Regions from separate parts of the Sus scrofa genome. Here region 1 is linked to region 2. The links are chromatin contacts, called in public HiChIP or PLAC-seq maps. All regions are on one chromosome and are shown on one strand. Each heading gives the region's core, a stretch centred on a gene start, on an enhancer-like site or on the middle of the called end of the contact. The rest is flanking DNA. Distances are from core to core; before and after follow the strand shown.

The links. HiChIP or PLAC-seq counts read pairs in DNA pulled down with a chosen protein or histone mark.
Region 1: an H3K27ac HiChIP or PLAC-seq map of alveolar macrophages shows a contact between it and region 2. The contact joins two enhancer-like sites. A contact is called at or near these places in 2 of 2 datasets of contacts at active chromatin or transcription factors (alveolar macrophages and skeletal muscle).

The regions. Positions count from the first base shown.
Region 1 is chr6:99,228,687-99,233,082 of Sscrofa11.1, forward strand. RAB12 (ras-related protein Rab-12) reads right to left here. Exons shown (of 6, transcript XM_021096067.1): 2 at 548-608. Among named protein-coding and RNA genes, the nearest start is that of RAB12, 14 kb to the right of the region's middle. Within about 2 kb of position 2,430, at least 54 of the 83 cell types and tissues checked have an H3K27ac peak or open chromatin away from gene starts, as enhancers often do. A contact at or near this core is called in alveolar macrophages and skeletal muscle, where this site is marked.
Region 2 is chr6:98,318,607-98,323,037 of Sscrofa11.1, forward strand. RAB31 (ras-related protein Rab-31) reads right to left here. Exons shown (of 7, transcript XM_021096057.1): 4 at 2,896-2,967; 5 at 1,798-1,904. Among named protein-coding and RNA genes, the nearest start is that of TXNDC2, 45 kb to the left of the region's middle. Within about 2 kb of position 2,410, at least 10 of the 83 cell types and tissues checked have an H3K27ac peak or open chromatin away from gene starts, as enhancers often do. A contact at or near this core is called in alveolar macrophages and skeletal muscle, where this site is marked.

The DNA.
Region 1 (4,396 bases), core at 1,180-3,679, 910 kb after region 2:
TGCACTGCACTATGGGTGTTAGGGACAGAGGCCATCCTCAGGACCCCACCCCTCCTCCAGAGGGCCCCGGACCCCCTGCGGGCTGCCAGAGCCCAGCCGGTTTAGTCTCTCACACGTTCCTGATGGGCAGGGACAGTCCTGTCCCTAAGGCCACAGCTGCAGCCACATGGACACTGTCCACGGGGGCTTCCCTGTCTGCTCGCAGAGTAACGTTAAAAACATGAAGAGCATTTGTGCAAATCAATTGCTTTCGTGATGACAGTTTTGTCCAATGATCGAAACTAAAGACTAAGGTCTCCAAACCAGCTCCCAGGAAAGTGTCATGAAATTAACCCCTCTCCACAGCTCCCGGGCCCAAACAGGGTGTGACGCAAGCAGACTCTTTTCTAAATTCTCTTGTGAAGGAAGCTCTGTTCATTTTATCTGAACAGGATGGGAGGAGAGGAAACGCAGGAGAGACGCACCAGCTCAGACAGTTAATTCATTAGACAAGCATGTGGATGGTTAAACAGACATGACAGCAACTGGGCACAGAGCCCCCACTTACCAGATCTGTAACCTAATTTTCTTTCCTCTAAGCTCTACAGTTTTGATTTTAAAGTCAACACCTGTAAATAAAACAGATGAAAAAGAAGCAAAATCAGTCACAATGCAATCTGTCCTAAAATAATCCTCTGTGTACATTTTTATACCATGATCAGGAAAACAAACAAAAAAAACCCCTGCTATCACTAAATGCAAAAGGAGAAAGCAGAAGTTCGCCGATATCGGGGACATCGCAGTAGCTCTGCGCTTCCACGGAGTCACCTACACCAGGGTTTACCCTGAACTCTCCAGGCAGAGTGTGCTGTTCCTGTAAGACTTTATTATACCACAGGTGTAGCATAAACAACCATTTTAAGGAGTTCCCGCTGTGGTGCAACCGATCATGTGAGCGTTGGGACCCAAGTTTGATCCCTGACCCCAACAGTGGGTTAGGGATCCGGTGTTGCCACAGCTGTGGCTTAAGATGCAACTATAGCTCGGTCAGACCCCTGGCCCGGGAACTCATATGCCTTGGGGGTGGCCAAAAAAAAAATATTAAAAAACAACCAAACAAACAAAAAAACCACACACAAAAAACACACCCATTTAAAAATTACTACTTGGAGTTCCTGTCGTGGCACAGTGGTTAACGAATCTGACTAGGAACCATGAGGTTCGGGTTCGATCCCTGGCCTTGCTCAGTGGATTAAGGATCCAGCATTGCCGTGAGCTGTGGTGTAGGTCGCAGATGCAGCTCGGATCCCGCGTTGCTGTGGCTGTGGTGTTGGCCAGCGGCTACAGCTCTGATTAGACCCCTAGCCTGGGATCCTCCATATGCTGCGGGTGCGGCCCTAGAAAAGACAAAAAAAAAAATAAAAAAAATAATTTACTACTAATAATGACTAAACAAATGAAAGGCTTTAAAAGCATATCGTTATCTTGGGGAAAATTCTTACATAGAACACAGGAAACTCAATCTTGATTTCAAATAGCCTTAGTCTCAATCTAGAAATTACTGTATTAATTATTTTAGCATTCACAAAAAGTGACTTTATCATGTTGTCAATAGCGTGGAAGAGGAAATATTTTAAAATAATTTACTCATATAAATTAATTTCAATTTTTAATTAAAAGCAAGCAAACCATCATGTATCACATCCAATTCAGCCCTTAAAGCTTAAGATGACTTTTTTTTTCCCCCTGGCTAAGGCATATGGAAGTTTCTGGGCCAGAGACTGAATCCAAGCCACAGCTGTGACCTACACCACATCCTTAACCTGCTGTGCCAGTGGAAACTCCCTGAGATGATTTTTTATACCCAATTTCTCTTCAGATGTTATCTTACATACTTCTCAGTTACAGAAAACTTGAGGTTTCAAAATAGTATTTTTGACACAATTTTCACAACTAAGAAAAATAAACCAAAGGGATGCCAGCTATGTTTGGGAATTGGAGACACAGTCTCTGCAAGCACTGCTTCCCGACTGCTTCTTGGACCCGGGCTCCCCATGCTGCCCCACCTCCAGCAGGCAGGGAGAGGCCACGGTGGCCAGTGATGCACAAGGACCGGCTCCCAGGCCCCCCTCTGCCGGCCGATGTAACTCATCCAAGTCAGATGATGCTCTTGAGGTGAAGCGTAGGACATGTGACTTTTATAATTAGCAACCCACTGCAGACACCAATGCAACCAAAGGCCATGTTTACAACCCTGGTGGGAGCGGGGGCAGCCACCCCAGGTTGGACAAGAAAAAGAAGTGGCAGGAATGTGTCACAGCTGGAGAAGAGGCTACTGCACTTCAGTTCTTAATCTCCCACCCAGCCGTGATTTCAAAGGTCAGGGCCAACGCTGGTTAAGGCAATTTCACTTTCAGTTCTGCAACAGCTGTGCTTTTCCCACTCGATGACGCTCTCCAGCAGCCCTGAAACAGGAAGCATGTCTGTACACGACCAACATCCCCAAACAGAAGCCTTCATGACTCAACCACAAGGAAGAGCCTGCCTAACGCGGTATTTATTCCACAAGGCCCGGAAACCAGCCTGGACGCATGGGCTCTGCTCCAATTTTAAAAAGGCACAGCTCAAGGACAAAACCCCTCCTTCCAGAAATCAGCAAACAGTCAGGGCCCATTTACAAATCAAATTCATACTGTGTCACGACTACTATTGTGTTTTATACTTTGTTTCCAGTTCCTCTGAATTTGGGTTTTTTTTTTGAGAATTTGGTTTTATTTAAGGGAGCTGCAACTTTTATAAAACCTATCACAGTGGCTGCTACATTTTATTGAAAAGAATTGTCAGATGGCCTAGCAGTTAAGGTCTAGCAGTTAAGGACTCAGTGTTGTCACTGCTGTGGCAGAGGTTTGATCCCTGGCCCAAGAACTTCTGCATGCTGTAGACGTGGCCAAAAAAAAAAAAAAAAAAAAAGAATTGGTGGATGACACTTATTTTGTGAACTCTGCTTCAGGTCAACTAAAAAATCCCTTGAGGGGTTTCTGTTGTGGCGCAGTGGTAACGAATCCAACTAGTATCCATGAAGATGCAGGTTTCATCCCTGGCTCGCTCAGTGGGTCGGGGATCCGACATTGCCATGAGCTGTGCTGCAGGTCACAGACGCAGCTCGGATCCCACATTGCTGTGGCTGTGGCATATGCCAGCAGCTATAGCTCCGATTCAGCCCCTAGCCTGGGAACTTCCATATGCTGCGAGTGCATCCCTATAAAGGAAAAAGAAGAAGAAGAAGAAAAAAAAAAAGAATCCCTTGAAACTGCCAGAATAATTTTTGTTTTGATTAGGTGATTTGGCGATTTTCGCTGCTAAGTGCTGTTCTGAGCCTGAAATTGTGAGGCACTCTTTCCCAACCAATTTGAACTTCCCAACTTTAGCAGTCCTGCACTAGGGTTATTTTGCAAACCACGAAGTCTAATTTATAAACATAAAAGGAAAGGGCATTAATAGTCAACATCAGAGGTAAGTGGTAGTGCTACCACAATGTGATTGTACAGATACTACTAATTCCAACAGAACCAAGCAAAGCAAAGATGAACCAACAGTGAACAGGATTAAGAATCTGTTTAGCTAAAATGAAGACTATCCAGTTTTAGGGAGATTAATGTCATCACTAACACAGAGAAATATCCAGTGGCTAAATCTGAAATTCCACAAAAGAAAGCAGCTCCTTAAAATAGTCTTCTCTCATAAATGAAATCTTTACCTTACCTAATAGCCACTAAGTAGCTGGTAATGGTTGTAAACGTATCCTAATTATGGCTTAGAAACAAATTCTTGTATCAAAGTATACAACTAAACATTTTAAAAAACTTAAACATCAAGGCAAAAATATCTCAATGTTTTTTATTTTTAATATTTTCTTGTTAAAGAAATTATAATGGTCCTTAACAAAAGGTAAGCCTCAAATAGGAGATTGGTTTTGGGAGAAGCCAGCACAGACTCCTGTCTGGGCAGGGCCGCCCAGGACCAGTGCTTATAAACAGGTAAGGGACAAAAAAGGTGGCAACTTTGGTTGAGAACCTCGTTTCCTATCCTGTCCTGACCAGTGGGGGAAGCAACCAGCCTACCACTCCAGCAGGGGGTGGGGACTGTCCCTGGCCCTGAAGAGCTGAGTCATTCAGACCTAAATCTATGCTCCAGGCACCTGGCAAAGAAGTGCCTTTCTGGCTGCCCTCTCCTCTTAGAGAACCTGCGGGTCTGCCTAGAACCTTTCCAGTCCTAGGTGGCTTCCACCTGAACCTTCCAGTGGCCCCACCGCCTGACCCTCTCCTCATCCCAGTTCTGCTCCCCTCCCGCCCTGCCCATCGCTCTGTTAGCTTCCTGCATGACGGGAGCAGGTGCCCTCTGAGGACAGTCACCCCCC
Region 2 (4,431 bases), core at 1,160-3,659:
AAGAAACAGAGAGTGCCAGGCCAGTATCTTTCTAAGACAAAAGATAGAAAATACCAAATCCCAGAGCTAAAGGCACCCAGCTTTTTACCATGTGGAAACCAGTACCTTCCACTAAACCCCGCTTTTTCCTAAAATTAATTTCAATTACGTTTCACTTCTATGTAATAGAGTCCTAAGTCCATTCATGTGTAAATGGTTTACTGCTTTCTTCTTTCTTTTTCTTTTTTTTTTTAAGGGCTGCATCCATGGCATATGGAGGTTCTCAGGCTAGGGGCTACACCACAGCCACAGCAATGCCAGATTCTTAACCCACTGAGCGAGGCCAGGGATTGAACCTGTGTCCTCATGGATACCAGTCAGATTCATTTCCGCTGAGCCACCACGGGAACTATCCCCATTTTCTGCTTATATTCTCATCTCTCAGTTCCTCAGTTCCCATGCAAGGCTTAGTCGACTCAAAGTAGCACTTTCACAGAGATTGGATGGTGGCAGATGCCAGCAGTCTTTCTCAGCATAACCGGTCTCCATGCACCCACCCCCCATGACAAAAGTTAATTCTGCTGGGCATTCTAGACGAGCAGGCTGTTTCAGGATTACAATAAAGAAGGTAAAGATCTGAACTAAGTCTGGGAAAGTGAAAGATTTGTCCAGCCCCCAGAAAAACAAACAATTAAGTGGTGGTTATGGCTGGTATTACAAACCAACCTGATGCAATGTGATATAAAGCTTTTGAAACTCCAAGGAAACAGAGTGGTTTGTCCAAGGCCATCCTCAGAGCTTTTGCAAGATCTGTTTTCATTGTTCATTAAACTTTGGTTTAATCATGCTGGGATAATTAAAACCTGAAAAGCAACTTCTTAAATTGCTGACAACTAAACGAACCAGGGGATGCAGACAAGGCAAATTCAATGTTTCCTTTTTTATTTCAGTTTTACCTAGTAGAAATAGCTTATCAGGCTAGGCAAAGCTATCATCAAAACTCTAGTCTACAAGGACCAAGCCCTGCAAACCTCTCTGCAGGCAGAAGTTCAACATTCAGTGTCTCTGGGGAAAGCTGAGGTGCTCCCTTATAGTGTGCATCAGGTTCAGATCTCAGAACAAGACAGAGTTTATAGACGTGGCTGCCTCCTTAAGTTACAATCAGAACTAAAGCAAACAGGGATGCTATGGAAAATGTATAGAATTCTAACACTCCTTCCCATACAAAAATGTTACTAAAGTGGCACCAGTAGTAATAATGACAAAATATAACAGAAAAGGTAACAATACAAATAATAATACCATTTAGCCCAAAGATATCTAGAGTCAGGATGGACCTGTGCTCTATATAGAAGATCTGACTTCAATATTCACTACTGGGTGCTTCCCCAGTTCTGCATTTCCCTATTTTCCCTTTGTTTTGTTTTAAGGGCTGCACCTGCAGCATATGGACATTCCCAGGCTAGGGGTGGAATCAGAGCTGCAGCTGCCAGCCTACACCACAGCCACAGCAACATCAGATCCAAGTCGTATCTGTGACCTACACCTCAGCTTGTGGCAACGCCAGTTCCTTAACCCACTGAGTGAGGCTGGGGATCTAACCAGAATCCTCACGGACACTATGCTGGGTTCTTAACCACAACAGGAATTCCTCCTTATTATTTTCCCTTAATTCTACTCTGGTTGAACAAATACCACCTTGACCAGTGGAAGTGAATGCCATTGATTACCTTCTGACTCTGAGATCAGACTCATTTAACCTCATAAACATTCAGGGGTGGGGGACATTCACCACACAAACATTTAAATGCATCTTACCTAATATCTGAGAGGTCACACTTGTTTCCAGCAATAGCCATTACAATGTTTTCTGGGCCGTGTTCTTTCAGCTCTTTCACCCATTTCTTCAAGGTGTGAAATGAATCCTAAACCAAAAGTGTATATCAATCTTGGGAAAGACTCAGCCACATATTTTAACTACAGAGAAGTAACAAACACAACATAATTTAATAAGGAAGCATATTTTCAGGAGGCACACAAAGATTAACATACTATCCCAATCTTGGCACGAAACTTAATACTAGCTAATTTATACTTACATAGCCTGTACAAGGTTCATTTTCTAAAAGGGAAACTCGATGAAGTTAAGATAATCATATTAGTCATTTTCTTCTATAAATAACATTTAACTTTAAATTATAGCCTTGACTCAACATGAATAAGGACTAAGTCACAGGACTAAAATAATGCTTGTGCTTGATCTAAAAGAAAAAGAAAAATATGTATATTTACACACACACACACACACACTAGAGTCCTGTTTTCCTATCCGGTCCTCACTCACAATTGACCTCCAGGACACAGTCAAGGTGGCCACTCCATTGAGGAGACAGTGGTCAGGAGCTCATGGGTGGTCACGGCAGTGAGTCATTAAAGCAGTGAACACTGAGTCAGCACCCCAGGAGCGGGGGAAGGGCTGGCAGACTGCTGGCATTATTTGTCCATGGGTATCCTGGATGCTTAAAGCAGTAACTACCCTACCTTCCTCTCATATGCACACACATGCTACACATACATCAACATCATCCTGACAGTCAGAAGTTATATGATTGAAACACAAACAGAAAATAAGTAGCTATAATTACAACACATGCCAAAACTTAAAAATAACTTCCCTTTTCCAAAAAGCGGACATTCTGGAGAACAGAATGAGCAGGCATGAGCTTGCCTCTACAGTCAGGCAATTTGAAAAACGAATGATCGTTATTGTTTATTTAATTGAGCAGAGAAATGTGAAATGCTTTGCTACATAGAGATGAGACAAACTGGAGAGACACATGGTGCTCGTTACGCCCCTGCGGGAAGGACTCAGGCAGTGAGACAGAGGACCCCCTCCCACGGCCTCTAAACCCTTACCTGTTTGGTGATGTCGTACACTATGACAGCCGCCGCAGAGCCTCGATAGTACATGGGAGCCAGCGAGTGGAACTGTTGAGGAACGGTGAATACTTTTAGGTCAAAGGGAACATATTTCACGCATTCCCAAATTCAACATACAATTATTATCCTACATCAGCCTTATTGGCTCCCTGGATACCCCCCGGAATCTCCCCAGGATTCATATCAAATAATAAATTTTTCTCCTCAAGGGTACATATCCTCCACTTTTTTATGGCCGCCTCTGCAGCATATAGAAGTACCTGTGTCAGGGACTGAATCTGAGCCACAGCTGTGACCTACACCACAGCTGCAGCAACACTGGATCCCTTTTTTTTTTTTTTTTTTTTTTTTTTTTTTTTGTCTTTTTAGGGCCACACCCGTGGCATATGGAGGTTCCCAGGCTAGGGGTCCAATCGGAGCTGCAGCCTCCGGTCTATGCCAGAGCCATAGCAACATGGGATCTGAGCCGCGTCTGCAATCTACACCACAGCTCACAGGAATGCTGGATCCTTAACCCACTGAGCAAGGCCAGGGATCGAACCCTCATCCTTCATAGATACTAGTCAGATTCGTTAACCGCTGAGCCGCGATGGGAACTCCAACACTGGATCCTTTAAGCCACTGCAAGGGGCCAGGGATTGAATTCAAGCCTCAGCAGCAACTTGAGCCACTGCACCACAACGGGAACTCAGGCACATACCCTTGTGGTTTACAGAACATGAAGTTCGCTGCTGGGAAAAACCAAAAATAAATGTTATTTCCAATGCTACTAGGAATTTTCTTTTCTGTACTGCTCATCACTCATCTAAGGATGATGGATCCAGAGCAATTTCAGTAGAAGGATACAGCGATAGGACATTTACCGAGGGAAGGAAAAGAGGAGATGGCACAGATCACAAGACCCTGGCTGAGCCTCTAGGGAGGAAGACAGCGCAGGGTCCCTTGGACCCACCCTTGGGCCTGGATACTGACATCCTGCAAACTCCCAACAAGTGGTAGGACAGCTGAGCGTCCTTCCAAAGGTGAAGAACAAGTGGTGTGGGTCGTTAGAGTCATTTATCCCCAAGCAGGATGGATACTTATCCTGAGGATACATGCAGACTGTATGTATATTTTGAAGACAATCTCTTTAAATATATTTGAATATATTTGAAGAATATATCATAGAGGGGTTTTGAAAGACAAGATAACTCAGCTCAAGAGAAAAGTAAACAAAAGATACCAACAGAGAGATAAATCACAGAGCAGAGTTATAAACTGCCAATAAATATTTTAAAACCTGCTTAATTATCATAAAAGGAATGAAAACAAAATGGGGTATTTATTAATTCATTAAGAATTAAAAAGACTGATCACATCCAGCATTGGGGTGGGCTTGGGGAGGGAGGTGATTCCATACATAGGAATGTACTTTTATGACCTGCTTATGGAAAGATGCCCAACATTGCTAGCATCAGGGAAATGCGAATCAAAACCACAAGGAGACATCACCTCACACTATTATCAAAAAGA